Regions from separate parts of the Sus scrofa genome. Here all the other regions are linked to region 2. The links are chromatin contacts, called in public HiChIP or PLAC-seq maps. All regions are on one chromosome and are shown on one strand. The core of a region is the stretch at or near the end of the contact, and the rest is flanking DNA. Distances in the headings are between cores, read along the strand shown. Region 1 overlaps WWOX (WW domain-containing oxidoreductase). Region 2 overlaps WWOX (WW domain-containing oxidoreductase). Region 3 overlaps WWOX (WW domain-containing oxidoreductase).

Region 1 (4,449 bases), core at 1,332-3,831, 190 kb before region 2:
ACCCAGGTCACTCATCCACTTTAGAAAGGGGCATTTGTATTATTCTGTTTCTCCTTCTCCTGATTTTCCTTATTTATAGTCCACCAGCATGACCTCAAATGGAGGATCTGTTGTCTGTGTGTCCAACACAAAAGCTGAATGGAGGCCTGCACAGAAATGTAAGGGGTGGGGGGGTCCTGCCATTGTCAGACCGTTAGAGAAACGAGGCCGCCCCAGGAAGAACAGGGCAGGAGCAGCCTGAGAGAGGACTGCCCGTCTGCATCCACAGACAGGCAGGAAGTGCAGATAGATCAGGGTTCAAATGCTGCCTCTGCCTCGGATATGGCTTCTAACCTACAGCTTTATCACCTAGGAAATGGAGATTGTCATTAAGTTACACGAGATGTGGGCACACAGTAAGCACGCAACAGATTCCAGCAGGGACCGTGGGCTCTGCTCTCGGTGAACTCTTTCCTCCTCCCCCTCTAGCTGGAGGCGCCTCCTCTCTCTGGACCACTCCTCTCGCCCGCTCTCCCTTACTCTTCCCCGCCACCCTTCTCTCTTCCTTCCTTCCCTCCCTTCCTCTCAATTGTGTTTAATGTTGCACTTACCAGTGCAGCCGCCATGCTGAGCAATGAGCCTTGCACGCGAGCCCTCCCCAGGCCACATCTCTCCAGGACAGATCAGCCAGAGCCCTAGCCAGGCCTCCATTGGTGTGGACGTGCTCCCACGAACTTCGCATCCTCTACAACATGCCGCTGCCTGTGTGTCCTAGGCTGTGATCACCAGGCCAAAAACCGAATCAAATGGCAGCCCCGCCACCGTTACAAAATTGAACACGACTGTCCTGAGGCCCAAAGGTCTGTACTGAGAAACTGGGAGGTTTGACTTGCTGTTTTTCATCATCCAGATGATCATTTGCAAACAGAGCCCTATTATAATAAAACACCATTTATACTCTTCACTTGACCACAAACAACAACCCTAACACGTATCAGCACTGGGGTGAGGTAAGCTTGAGAACTGCCCAAGTTTTATAGACGGGGCTGAAAACCTGACAGGAGGACTTTGCCCAATAGATGCCACAACCACGGAGGCAAACAAGAGTGGAGAACCTGCTATGTGCCAGATGTGAAGTGCATCCATACACACTGTCTCATCATCTCCTCTCATTGGGCCCTGTCTGACCCCACCTGACACCAAACAAGTGACCAGCCAGCTATACTTATCACAAATACTTACTACTCATCACATCTGGACAATGCTGGAGAGCTTCTTCTTCTATGAATTTAAAGAATAACAATGGAGTGTCAAAAATTTCCAGCCACACAGAAATTTGCAAATGGACACCTTGATTTTTAAGGGGATGTCCTTTCAGCTATCTTGGCATTTCATGAAGACTCGTAAAAGAATTCCTTCAATTAGCCTTTCCCACGGATGGCCACCACCTACACATACCTGCAAGGGCACTCGAGCAGGTGCACTGCACCTGAAATAGCCCCCTGCGTTCTGCAAAATGTCAACCTCAAATGCAAATTCCTTTCATGTTGCGTATTTATCTTCTTTCCTGTGCTCCTCCTGGCACAGCAAGACCAAATCTGTTCCGGTGAACACAGGACTGCCGTGGGAAAGGGATCTGACACGAGGCAAATACCTCCCCTTTGCAAAGGCAAATACAAGTCCAAAGAGCCTCCAAGCTAGGGTGCATAAATGTCCCTGCTCCTGGGGAGAAGGGACACTGGAGGCCAGCTGTGACATGCCAGTTCTCCCAGACCCGTGGGGAAAGGTTACCGTGGCGGCTTCCAAGGGGGCCAAGTGCTGGTGCCCAAGAGAAAGAGCCAGGACGGGGCGAGGCCTAGGGCCACCGTCATGGTTTGGATGCTCTTGGCATGGCCGTCCTGGCAGCCGCTGCCTCCATCCTCAGAGCTAATCAAGGGGAAGGGAACTGGTCCAGGCGGCGGCGGGGAGAGTTTACAACAACTGACAGTAACTATAACATACGCCAGTTTGTATTAAGATGTTATTGCACCTTTCCAGTTCTAATCACCAATTATGACTCTATTACTCCTGCTTGGCAGTTCATCGGCTCCTGCCGCCGCTCAGGGCGACTCGGAGACGGACCTCTGATCTCCCGGTTCCGCTCCAGCGCGCGCTCAGCACGGAGGCTGTCATCTGCAGACACTGAGGGGGAAGGCACTGCCGGGGCTGAGATAACTGTACCTGACCTTACAACAATTTACCAAGGAAATGCCTCCTTAATAGCGGTGCGAGCACAGTTTCCTTTCTGCTCGCCACGGCCCTGCAAATTAGCGACAACAGGATAAATCTATGGCCGGCTCACCAGACACTTCATTAAATCACTGTTCCCTTGCCTTGTAGCGCACTAATAGAATCACAGCCCTCGTTAGCTACTGAATAAAAGATCAATCACGGACTTTGAAAGCTCTTGCTACGAGCTTCCAGAGGAAACAAGGAGGGGGCGGAAAAATAAAAAGGAGAGCGAGCGAGCCAGCGAGAAAGAGAGAGAGAGACAGAGAGAGATGGCTCGGATCATCGCTGAGCTTCTGAATGGCCGCGCTGCAAGTTGCTTCAATTACCTTTTCCACAACTGGCTTCCAAGTGCAATACTCAGAGGAACTTGTTAAGCCTGCTTTCAAGAACAGCGCTCTAATATACGACTGTTAGACCCTGGTCAAAAGTTCATAATGTGCATATGTAAAAAGGTACTAAATTGCCTGAGGGCTAAAACCAGAGGAGTTTAATTGTAGCAAAATGCTAAAAACGGTCTGCTGAGGGTCCTTCTGTTGGGACACTGCTGGCTCTGGCTGATTGAAGTGCAGAACATAAAAGCCTTGCAACAATATTTCCTTAAATGCTGGGGAAACGGCCAGCAGTTGGTACTGCATGAATGCGGTGGTTCAAGAAAAACATTTTCCTCCCCTAAAATAAATAGAGTATTAAGAACTGCTCTAGCCCGTAGTTCTCAAGCATGATGGAAAAGGGAGGGCTGGATGATAATAAATAAGGGATAATTCATAGGGCACGTCCCATCTCCTGGCGCTATGTTTTTACACAGAGCACATCGAAGGGACTCGGGCATAACCGGTAAGGGTTTTTGGAGTGCGAGTGGCTCTGATTTTGAAAACAGCTTTGTGCTGAAATAACAGCTGCTCCTGGCCCATCACCGGCTGAGACGTGTACTCACACGGGGATCCTTGCAAACAGCCCTGTTTGGCTTCTCTTTAGTTCGTCTTTCATAAAACACGATCAACTGCACACACAGCTGGCCTGCTAAGACGGGTTTCTCATGCCCAGAACTCTCGACCCTGTCCAAACATCCTCCCACTTTTCTGCCCTCTTCCCAGCCTTACTAATTAGGACCTCATTGGGATAAATGACAATGCGAGAATAGTGCTTGGTGACGCAGAATGCTGGTGGAGCCTGTGTCAAAGACAGAAAGCCCAGGGAACGTAGGATTTGGCAGGTGGGCTTTCCGATTTAAAAGACTCCTTTGGGAAAGCTACGGTCAGCTTTCATGGAGAGTGCCACATGCATCCATGTTTTATTTTAATTATGTATCATCTATCAGACATGAAATTCTACACGTTTCTTATAGGACCAAACTCACACAGAAGACAACAGAGCCGTAAGCAGGTTATCACCCACACTGGGCTGCACGCCCACGGGTAAGGGCTGAAACATGGGTTGCTGGCCTCCTTGTACTCGTGGCAAGACTGTGGCAAATGAGGTGAGCAACATTCATATCCCAGTGTCCTGCAGCATCATCCTCAGGGAAAATATTCCCAAACTTGCAAGGAGATGCCGGTGATACTTCCTAATACAATGGAGCACATTCAAAATCCAGTCCAAATAAAGCAGCCACCTAATACTTAACGTCATCAGAACTGCTCAAGAATCCCACCACCTCGTCTTCTGGTCCTTGGATTGGTTCAGAATATATTACACGTTGTATTTTAAAAGCAGTCAAGCCTACCTTTAGTTTTTTTGATTTGGGGGTTTTTGTTTTGTTTTTATTTTGTTTTTGCTTAGTTTTTTTTCTTTTTGTTTTTTAAGGGCTGCACCCACTGCATATGGAAGTTCCCAGGCTAGGGGTCGAATCAGAGCTGCAGTCAAGGTCTACACCACAGCTACAGCAACCCCAGATCCAAGCCGCGTCTGCAACCTACACCACAGCTCATGGAAAGGCCAGATCCTTAACCCACTAAGCAAGGCCAGGGATCAAACCTGCATCTTCACAGACACTAGGTCAGGTTCTTAACCCACTGGGCCACAGTGGAAAGTCCCTATTCTTTGGTTCTTGAGAAGCGAAGTTGTCGCCGGTCACTGGACAAATCTGCAAACGCCACACCAGCTTTTTCTCTGACCAACTGCAAAACCGGAGTTATTCGGGCTGGTGTTCTATACAAGAAACAGGCAACCTCTGCGTGTCTACCTGCGTGAGTTGGCTCT
Region 2 (4,578 bases), core at 586-3,085:
GGTCACACAGAGCAAGACAGATACGCTATGACATCCCTTATACACAGAATCTAAAAAAACACAACAAACTAGTACATTGAAGAAAAAGAAGCAGACTCGAAGATCGAGAGCACAAACTAGGGGTTGTGAATAGGGGAGGAGCACGATAGAGGCAGAAGAACAAGAGGTACAACCTGTCATGTATAAAATTATTAAATAAGCTGTAAGGATGTAGCACACAACGTGGGGAATATAACTTTTATATTAACTATAAATGGAGAATAACTTTTAATCATTGGGAATCACTGTATTGTACACCTACTTATCATGTATCAACTATACGTCAATAAACTTCAACTATACTTCAATAAACTTTTTTTTAAAAAAGATACATGCACCCCAGTGTTCACTGCAGCACTACTTACAACAGCCAAAAAAATGGAAGCCACCTAAATGTCCACGGACAAAGAAATGGATAAAGAAGTGTATTTATACATACACATATATAAATGAGGGAATATTACTCAGCCATAAAAAAAGAATGAAAAAAATGCCCTTTGAAAGAACATGGACGGACCTAGAGATTATCATACTAACTGAAGTTAGACAAATACCATGTGATATCACTTGCATGTAAAATCTAAAAAAAGGGATACAAATGAACTTATTTACAAAACACAGAGACTCACAGACTTTGAAAACAAGCTATGGTTACCAAATCAGAAAGGTCGGGGAGAGGGCTGGACTGGGGTTGGGGACTGGCACATGGTACAGGAAATGGATGGGCAGCAGGGACCTGCTGTAGAGCCCAGGCCATCTCCTCAACAGTCTGTGATAACCCACGTGGGCAAAGAATCGGAACAAGAAGGGCTGCTGTGTGTACACGTATAACTGAATCGCTCTGTTGCAGCAAAGAGATGGTCACAACCTTGAAAATCAACTAGACTTTAAACAAGAAGAGCTAACGACAGTGAGGCGCATCCCCTTCCAGAAACACACACACACACACAACCATGAAAGGCCACAAACCGAGAATGACAAGCACGGCCACGCTCCACTTTAAAGTCCGGAGCTATCTGAAGACAGGAGACTTGGCACAGCCCTTTCCTCACCAATAACAACAATAAATATTTCATAATAATTTAAAATTAATTATGAATGAGGCACAACATTTTCTTCCATCACCTTTACCAACTTCGTAACGTGTGTGTGTGTGTGTGTGTGTGTGTGTGTGTATTTTCTTATTTTAAAGCCGACGGGTATGGGGTAGGGGTTTCTTTTCCTTCCCATCTTCTCTTGACAAAAGGACCCACTGTCAAGTCAACCGTTTTCCAGGTCACCCAGCAGGAAATTAGAAGTGGTGTTGTTATCCTAATCACTGGGGTAAAAAAATAAAAATAAACAAACCAACCTGTATCCAAGATCCTGCTGTATCAACTCAGTCGGGGTTGGTTTTTTTAAGTTGGATTTAATTTTGAAATCCCTTACGTTAGGAGACCTGTGGGTCATTTTACTTCTACTTTTACAATAGAGACCTGTGGTTCTTTTTCCCCCGATCAATCCAACATACAGTGACTTGTGGTCAATGCATAATAAAATCAGAGTTAGCTTTTGACTTGGGAGAATTATAAGCATTTTGTTTCTATGGTTTCCTAGTTCTTCAATTTCGAAAATGCCTTATCAAGTCCAAGACTTCCCAAAATACTGGAGTTTTAGAGAATACTCTTTTTCAACGCTTTGAAAACGAAACAGGCACGATGGAACAGCAATCTCGGCTATTGAGTAACTTGTAAACCCTGCCGAGACATACAAAAACAAGGCCGCTGGAGCCAGCGCCCTGGGGCGAGGCCTTGGCCCCAGCACCACACCCGTGAACTCCTGATGACCCTCAAGTATCCCCGTGTGATATATCACAAACACTAGAACGCAGTGTTGTAATTACAGGGAGCAATTGATTTTTAAAGGCCTGTATGGAAATTAATACTCATAAAAATAGCATAACCTGAACCAGAGAATTTAGGGATTAGAGCATTCTGAATGTTAGACTTCAAATTTCTAAAGGCTGCGTATGAGTTAGCATTCACAAAGCTTTTTAAAAATGGAACCGCTGTGTGCATGCTCGATTCATTCATAATCCAGGAATTTTTTTAAATGGGTCTTATGTTCTCCTAACATAATCAGGATGCTGGGCCCGCGCCCCTTCTTCCTGCAGGCAGCTTAGAATGTCAGGGCGCACAGTACCTGCAGAGAGAGACGAGGAACGGGGGCCCATCAGGTAGTAACTCCTGGGCCAAGCACTGGGGGCGCCTGTTTGCTGGGGAGGGAATCAGCGCAGAGGCCCAAGGAGAAGAGAACACTGACAGGTTCTGGCGGATTAAGGGGCATCTTGGTGTGAAAAGTGAATCATCAAGGGAGAACGTTTTAAAGTCTTAGTTAAGCTGAAATGGTACCTATTCATAGAACGGAGTCCATTCGTGGAGGGAGAATTCCAACATGAGGCTGCCAGGCCACCACAGCACCTTAAAAATATCCTTCATGGGGTAACCTTCATGTTACCATGGGGAAGGCAGCCCTCGAAAAGAGGTAGACCAACGTGTACAACGATGAAATGGCAGTTAAGCACGCTGGTCACTGACGAGGTTTGGACAGCATTTCAGGTATGTGAAAACACAGGAAAACACCACGCCAGTGTCTGACTTAGAACCTGGACTGCTTCCAGCTGAAGGGACCACTCCCTGCCAAAATGGTAAGTATCTCTTCCTGGCCTTCCCTTCCACACGCCTCTAACAGGTAGTGGCCCCAAAGGAAGCCAAGGGCTTTAGAAATAAACAAATACAGATATTCATTCCTTCTGAATTTCCAAATCAATGACAGAACGTGAAAATAATACTTGAGAAGCACTTCCCGTTTTTCAAAGGATTTTTATAGATCTTATGCGGTCTTCCAAAAGCGAAAGTAAATTCAAATTCAAAACAAATAATTTTATTCCTCTCATGTGTGTGCGCGTGAATATTTATTCCCCCCCCCACACACACAGAGAGCGAGAAACCCTGGAGATAGTCTCCCAGTTTCCCAAAGGGAGCTTTTCTTATCGCTGCCCCAAATCTGCAGGAACAAGGATTTCTTCCCAACACTGAGCTCCTCCCTCTTATCACCTAAGATTCACGTCGGAAAACCCTTGACGTCTCGACTTCTGAATCCCTGATGGGAGACGCCAACACGAATGTGTTCCAGTCACAACCAAGCAAGAGGTGGGAAGTAGAGGTGACTGTCCAATATCATGTGCATTTATTCATTTCGGATAAACAAGACCCACAGAGACACTCTCTTGAGAGGTCCGGCCTTACTGCTGGGAGGTAATGAATAGAGAGCCAGGTCTGGTTTTGACTTCAATCACCCTAACGCTATTTCTCCCTGTTGAAGAACTGAAATTCTTAACTCTTGCTACTCTTGGGATTCTCAGGAAAGTGATTCTGAGTCTATGGGTGAAATACTGCATTCTTAAAAAAAAAAAAAAAAAAAAAAGACACTTCTTTGTACTTTCCAACTCTGATGTATTACATACTACCTATTTAAATGTTGCAGCTTCTCACAGAATACAGCAAGGACTTTCCGTTAGTCACAGATACGTCCTAACCCCCAGCAGGCACTCAATTAAGACAGTGAAGGACTGGGGAGCTCACGAGATTCCACTGTGCATAGGGGGTTAAAAAAAATGAAAGGTCTGTCTTCTTAAAATATTGACATGCCTTGCATAATTTACCACACAGGCCAACTGGAAGAGGAATCCAAGAGGAGGGGCCCTGAACAATGGGAACGCAGTCAAGAGAGGCCTGGTTCCAACCCTCTGTTTCTCTGAATCAGCTACTCCTTAAGTTCCTGTATTGCTCCACTCAGCCAATGGCAATTCTGGGAGAGAGGCAATTGATAATAATTACGTTTTCTGCCTTCTCTTGGGTTATGAATTTATCATGATGCGAAAGTTGAACTACTCTGATGCCACGTTAACAATGATAAACACCGTAAAGACAAAAAGAAACTAAATTTCAGCGTTTAGATTCTGCAGGGGAGTTTATTAAACAGATTAACTGCAAAAAGGCAGAGCCACGCAATTATGGAAAACGGGGAGCGAGCGACCCTCCGGCTAGCTGTTTCTGAGGGCCACCCGAGAACGGATTTTGAATGCCCTCATTTCTGCAGGTACATTATCATGTGGTTTATTGTTATTCACAGCTGCAAGCTGATTAATTTGTATTCAGAAACTCTAAGTGGCAAATGCGCAACGCATGGTAATACACTTTTTTTTTTTTTTTTTACTTTATGGACACAGTGAAAATGCCTAAGCTATCCCTCCTAAGTAAGTAACTCTGACACAACTGGTGAGGGAAATGCTTGAGTTTGCAGGAGGCTTTGAAAGAAAAAAGTCAGAGGATGCTCTTCTCCCCTCTCCCATCTTCTAAAAAACAAACAAAGAAACAAAACCAAACAATAAAAGCAAAACCATCTAGGTCTGAAGGAAAAACCAAACAAAAGAGAACAGCTGGGTAACATCAAGCTGCCGGAATCATCAGTGTTGTCAGTTCGTGTTCCTGTCAACCT
Region 3 (4,397 bases), core at 98-2,597, 130 kb before region 2:
TAACCCTCCACTGGAACACTCACACATTCTTGGCCTTGAACGCTTGAGCAAAATGCTGCACGCTACGGAGCACAGCGAGGTCCAGGGTCATTGCTTCTACCTTGGCTTTGTGCTGGAATGAGAGAAAATAAAAAGGAATGATAAATAACAGCAAGTTTAGTTCATGGTATCCAGTTACAGCAAATGTGTTATGGAACAAGTCGGAATTCCCCTGTTTAATATTAGACGCCCAGAGAGAATATAAATCATTGGACTGAATGGAAGAACGGGGCTTTTTCCTGCCAAGTTTAGGGAGGACGGGAGGCTGGGGGTTGTGCTGTTTCACTTAGGGCACAGAACAGGCTCCAAAGGGTCCTTGGGCTCACGCAGCTTCTCTCGATCTGCCCCCTAAAAACACGCTAACGACTGGGGCGTACCAGCACAAAGCCCAGCTCCTGCAAGAACTCAGGAGACGAGATTTTTATCTCAAAATCTGCTGCCCGGGTTCTGAAATGACTCCACCAAGCCTGAACGCCAATCTGTGTACAGAAAGTACAGAAGCAGGCAAGACTCATCTACACCAGTGGAGCGCAGCTGATCCACATCCCCGCCGGTTTAGAAACCTGGAAAGTCTGGGGGTAGAGACCCCAGGGTCAGGAACCCTCTAGACAGATGCAATGCATGTGGTTGTTACAACGATGCTAACAACGACCACTGTCTACTCTGAGCCGGCGCCAGGCGGGCATTTACCGCCACATCTCATTTCCTGCTCAGGACAACGGAAGGAGGGTTGTGTTTTCCCTGTTTCACAACACGACCTCTCATCAGAGAGGGCAGGGCTAAGATGCGGGATGGCAAGACCTCAGGTCCTTCTGACACGAAAGCCCAGGGTCCCTCCAGGGACAGAAGGACGGCAGCGGTCAGGACGCAAAGCCAGCCCCATCCCTGCATGGCCCTGGAGCACAGTTCTGGAAGGATTAAGGTTGCCTTTCAGACATGCCCATGTTACGGGGCCCTCCCAATTTTTAAGTCTGGCTGGACTTTGGGGTATGAGCTGAAGAACTGTCCCTTTTCAGAGCTCTCTCCTCCAAAGGACACAGGGCCCAGAATGCCAGGCCACCCGCCTGTTCAGGTGAGAAGAGCCCCATGAAACACATGGTTAACATGGGAATTCTTGTCTAGACTGTGATGCTCAAGTAAGGCCATGGAGAATAACACGATACTCTGATGGTGAGACGGGGGCGGCGAGCAAGCGGCCCTGCCGAAGACCCAGCCAAACGGTCTGGCGCGGGGCGGACACACACTGTGCTGAGAGGCTTAGTGTGTCTGTGGCAGCTCAGCTCGGCCGCTGAGGTCCTGGGCTCTGACCCAAGTCCCAGGCCTGGAACAGGGAACACCAGGCAGAGACAGCTGGAAAACACACTGACTTTGGGCCACCTAATGTTCCCCAGCCTCAGTTTCCTCATTCGTAAAAGGTGAAAATGAATCACCTACTCACAGACGTGTGAGATTCGGTGGAAAGCACCTTCCATCCTGCCTGGAAGAGCGAAGGTATTTCATCAGTTTAACCACCAGGAGGTAAGACGCCCATTCTGACAAGTTCCTTCCCCGAGGCCACCCCGTCATCGGCAGCAGGTGGATGCCAGGGTGTGCCATCAGACCTGATCCCCTTGGATCCTGGAGGATCCGGGTCCCGCCTACTAACAGAGCCCAGTTTTGGGGGAGGGTGTATGGAACGAGTAAATGACACCCCCCCCTCAAAGCCCAACAGCCTCTCCATGGCAAAGGCAAGTTGGCCAAAGTGGATTTAAATTCCTCAGACAACAGCAGGAGATGGACACACCTGCAGATTTTAGGAAGAGGAGGAGAAGCATCTAATCAGATCCAAGAAAGAGGGCAAGTGCCCATACCTGGGTTTTGTTAGACTTTCCTAAGATGGGGAAATTTTAGAGTGGGAGGGGCCACAGCAAGGCCAGGCCACGCCCCTCACCGTACTGGAAGGACACCAGCACTGGGCGCAGCGGACGCACCTGAGTGACGCTGCAGCCTGGGCAGAGAGCCTGGGACTCTGGGTTGGGAGCAAAGCCCCACCCGCTTTCCATCTAAGGGTCCGATAATTATCTGTGGTCAAGGTCTCAGGGGAGTAGAAAGTCTGTCAGTGGCTAACTTGGATTCCCCAGAGATTCCTATGCCTCGTAAACGCTCAGCTACCCAATCTGATGCTCTCCGGCCCCAGCCTCACCGTGCACAGAGCGTGACACTTGCTGCCAGCAGTGCTTCTTCCAGCCCTCTGCACGTACCACGAAAGCAAAGCCAGAGACTGCTTCTCCTAGGAAAGGGGTGGAAGAGACTTTGCTCCTCTTGGCCCAGCCCCCTGCGGAAACGCCAAGGGATACGCAGGCTCCCTGCTATAATAAGGCACCTACACATTGCTCCCATAAAACAGGGAGAACCTTCCCAGGTGGTGACCCCATGACAGTAATTCCAATGAAAACAATGGCACGGCCAAGTGGGACGACGGGACATGGGTACAGATGTGCAAGTTCCACCTGGGAAGCTGTCTTCTGCACACGCACACCCCCCCGCCCCCCTTTCATTTAAGATAAAGCACAGAGCTGCCACTGCCAATAAGAACAAAATCAGAACATACACATCCAGGGGGAACAAGGGGTCACAAGCCAGCAAGGAGTTCAACAGACTAATCCACAGGCTGCGGGTTACTCGGCTCCTGGGGACAGTGATTCAAATCCACACACAATTACTCAAGTAATTCTCCTGCCCTCAGTATCAGGTTTCCTGTTTCTGCTACTGACCCTGAGAAATGCAGAGAGACTGTGTGTGCAATGCAGCTGGGTCTAGGGAAGGAAAGGCACAGCGTTTAGAATTAGGGGGTTTGTGTGTGTTTACGTGAGCGTGTGTGTGTGTGTGTTGGGGGGGTTGCTCTTCTGAGTGTCTAATAAACCTAACAACGATACAGAAATGTGTATCAAGGGACACACTGTGACTGGGAAGGCAGCGGCTGATGGGCTGCAAACAGCAAGCAGGTTTGAGGCTAAATTAGCGCTTGTTGGAGGAAAGCAGGAGGCCCCATCTGCCAAGGTGAGCTTTCCTGCCGAGTGTGACGACAATTCCCTTTCTTGGTTTAACTCATTTTTGGTGTGTTGTTACCTTCTATTTGGAACTAATGACAGACTCACAATAAGTGGCCAAAACAGTACTGAGAGTGCCCACACACCCAGGTCCCCCCGCCCCCGCCCCCAGATGGTGAACCTAATTCAAGTCCAGCACACCATCCAAACCGGAAGATGGACACTGTCACAGAGCTACTCATTAGACCAGAGACAGTTTTCGGATGTCACTGGTGTGGAGACGCATGCAGTTTCTCTGATTCGGAATATCTGTGTTATCACATGGAGTATTCTGTGACATTTTATCACACGCACAGAGTCATAAAACTATCACGACGTTTAAGATACAGAACAACGGTCCCATCACCACTAAAGAACAGTTCCATTCTTTTATTAAGCTGTTAAATAAATTAGCATTTGCCACCCGGGATGTGAAACGTTCAGGCCTCGCGTGGCTAGAGTCTACGCTCCGGAGGGGCACAATACACACACATAAAGAGTCCTAGCTTAACACTTTTTATAGCTCAGAACGGGCAACAAGATATGATCCAAATTCCTTAGCACCAGTGCCTCTGTACCAATCCAGATGAGCTTCGGTAACCAACAGCCCCCAAGCCTTGGTGTCTTAAGAGAACCAAGGATTATTACTCGCTCACATTTCGTGCCCATCCAGGGCCGCGGGACCATGGCCATCACGACTAGCCAGCGGCCCAGGCAGACGGCACTCCCACCCTCTGTAACATCAGTGTGGGGAAGAGAATGTGCCGGTTGCACCAGGAATCTCACAGGCTTCTACACAGAGGTGACAGATGCCACGTCGGCTCACATCTCATTGGCACAGCAAACCTTGGGGCTGGGCTTAGCTTTAAGAAGGTGAAACCCTCCATACGCCCAGGAAGAAAAGAAATGCAAACTTATACACAGTGAATTAGCAGTACCCACTAACACGCAGTTCTTGATTGTGCCCTGTCTACCTCTCCAGGCTTATTTCAGGTCACTTCTTGCTTTATACTTTCATTAGTTATAGAAAAATTCAGAAAAGACAGATGAATGTGGACAGAAAAGCATCTACAGACCCATCACCCTAGTAAGAACTGTTAGCTTTAAATATATCCCTCCCGGCTTCCTTCTTCTCTACCGCTCCATCTACCCAGCTAGGCAACTCTCCACTGGCCTAGCTTGAACAGACAGAACCTCTTCCTAGAACTTTGAATCTTAAAATGCTATCAAACGCCTCTCTCAATCTCCTTACTCTGTTCTTTAATCACACCAGTACACAAGTTGATCATC

Evidence for each region. HiChIP or PLAC-seq counts read pairs in DNA pulled down with a chosen protein or histone mark.
Region 1: an H3K27ac HiChIP or PLAC-seq map of skeletal muscle shows a contact between it and region 2, with 4 times the contacts expected there. The contact joins two enhancer-like sites. A contact is called at or near these places in 2 of 47 Hi-C or Micro-C datasets (brain and liver) and 1 of 2 datasets of contacts at active chromatin or transcription factors (skeletal muscle).
Region 3: an H3K27ac HiChIP or PLAC-seq map of skeletal muscle shows a contact between it and region 2. The contact joins two enhancer-like sites. A contact is called at or near these places in 2 of 47 Hi-C or Micro-C datasets (embryonic fibroblasts and psoas muscle) and 1 of 2 datasets of contacts at active chromatin or transcription factors (skeletal muscle).

What each region holds. Positions count from the first base shown.
Region 1 is chr6:9,556,345-9,560,793 of Sscrofa11.1, forward strand. The region is part of intron 8 of WWOX (WW domain-containing oxidoreductase); the gene reads right to left. Among named protein-coding and RNA genes, the nearest start is that of WWOX, 310 kb to the right of the region's middle. Within about 2 kb of position 2,582, at least 8 of the 83 cell types and tissues checked have an H3K27ac peak or open chromatin away from gene starts, as enhancers often do. A contact at or near this core is called in skeletal muscle, where this site is marked.
Region 2 is chr6:9,743,891-9,748,468 of Sscrofa11.1, forward strand. The region is part of intron 5 of WWOX (WW domain-containing oxidoreductase); the gene reads right to left. Among named protein-coding and RNA genes, the nearest start is that of WWOX, 120 kb to the right of the region's middle. Within about 2 kb of position 1,836, at least 17 of the 83 cell types and tissues checked have an H3K27ac peak or open chromatin away from gene starts, as enhancers often do. A contact at or near this core is called in skeletal muscle, where this site is marked.
Region 3 is chr6:9,615,209-9,619,605 of Sscrofa11.1, forward strand. It overlaps WWOX (WW domain-containing oxidoreductase), which reads right to left. Exons shown (of 9, transcript XM_021097054.1): 6 at 24-112. Among named protein-coding and RNA genes, the nearest start is that of WWOX, 250 kb to the right of the region's middle. Within about 2 kb of position 1,348, at least 7 of the 83 cell types and tissues checked have an H3K27ac peak or open chromatin away from gene starts, as enhancers often do. A contact at or near this core is called in skeletal muscle, where this site is marked.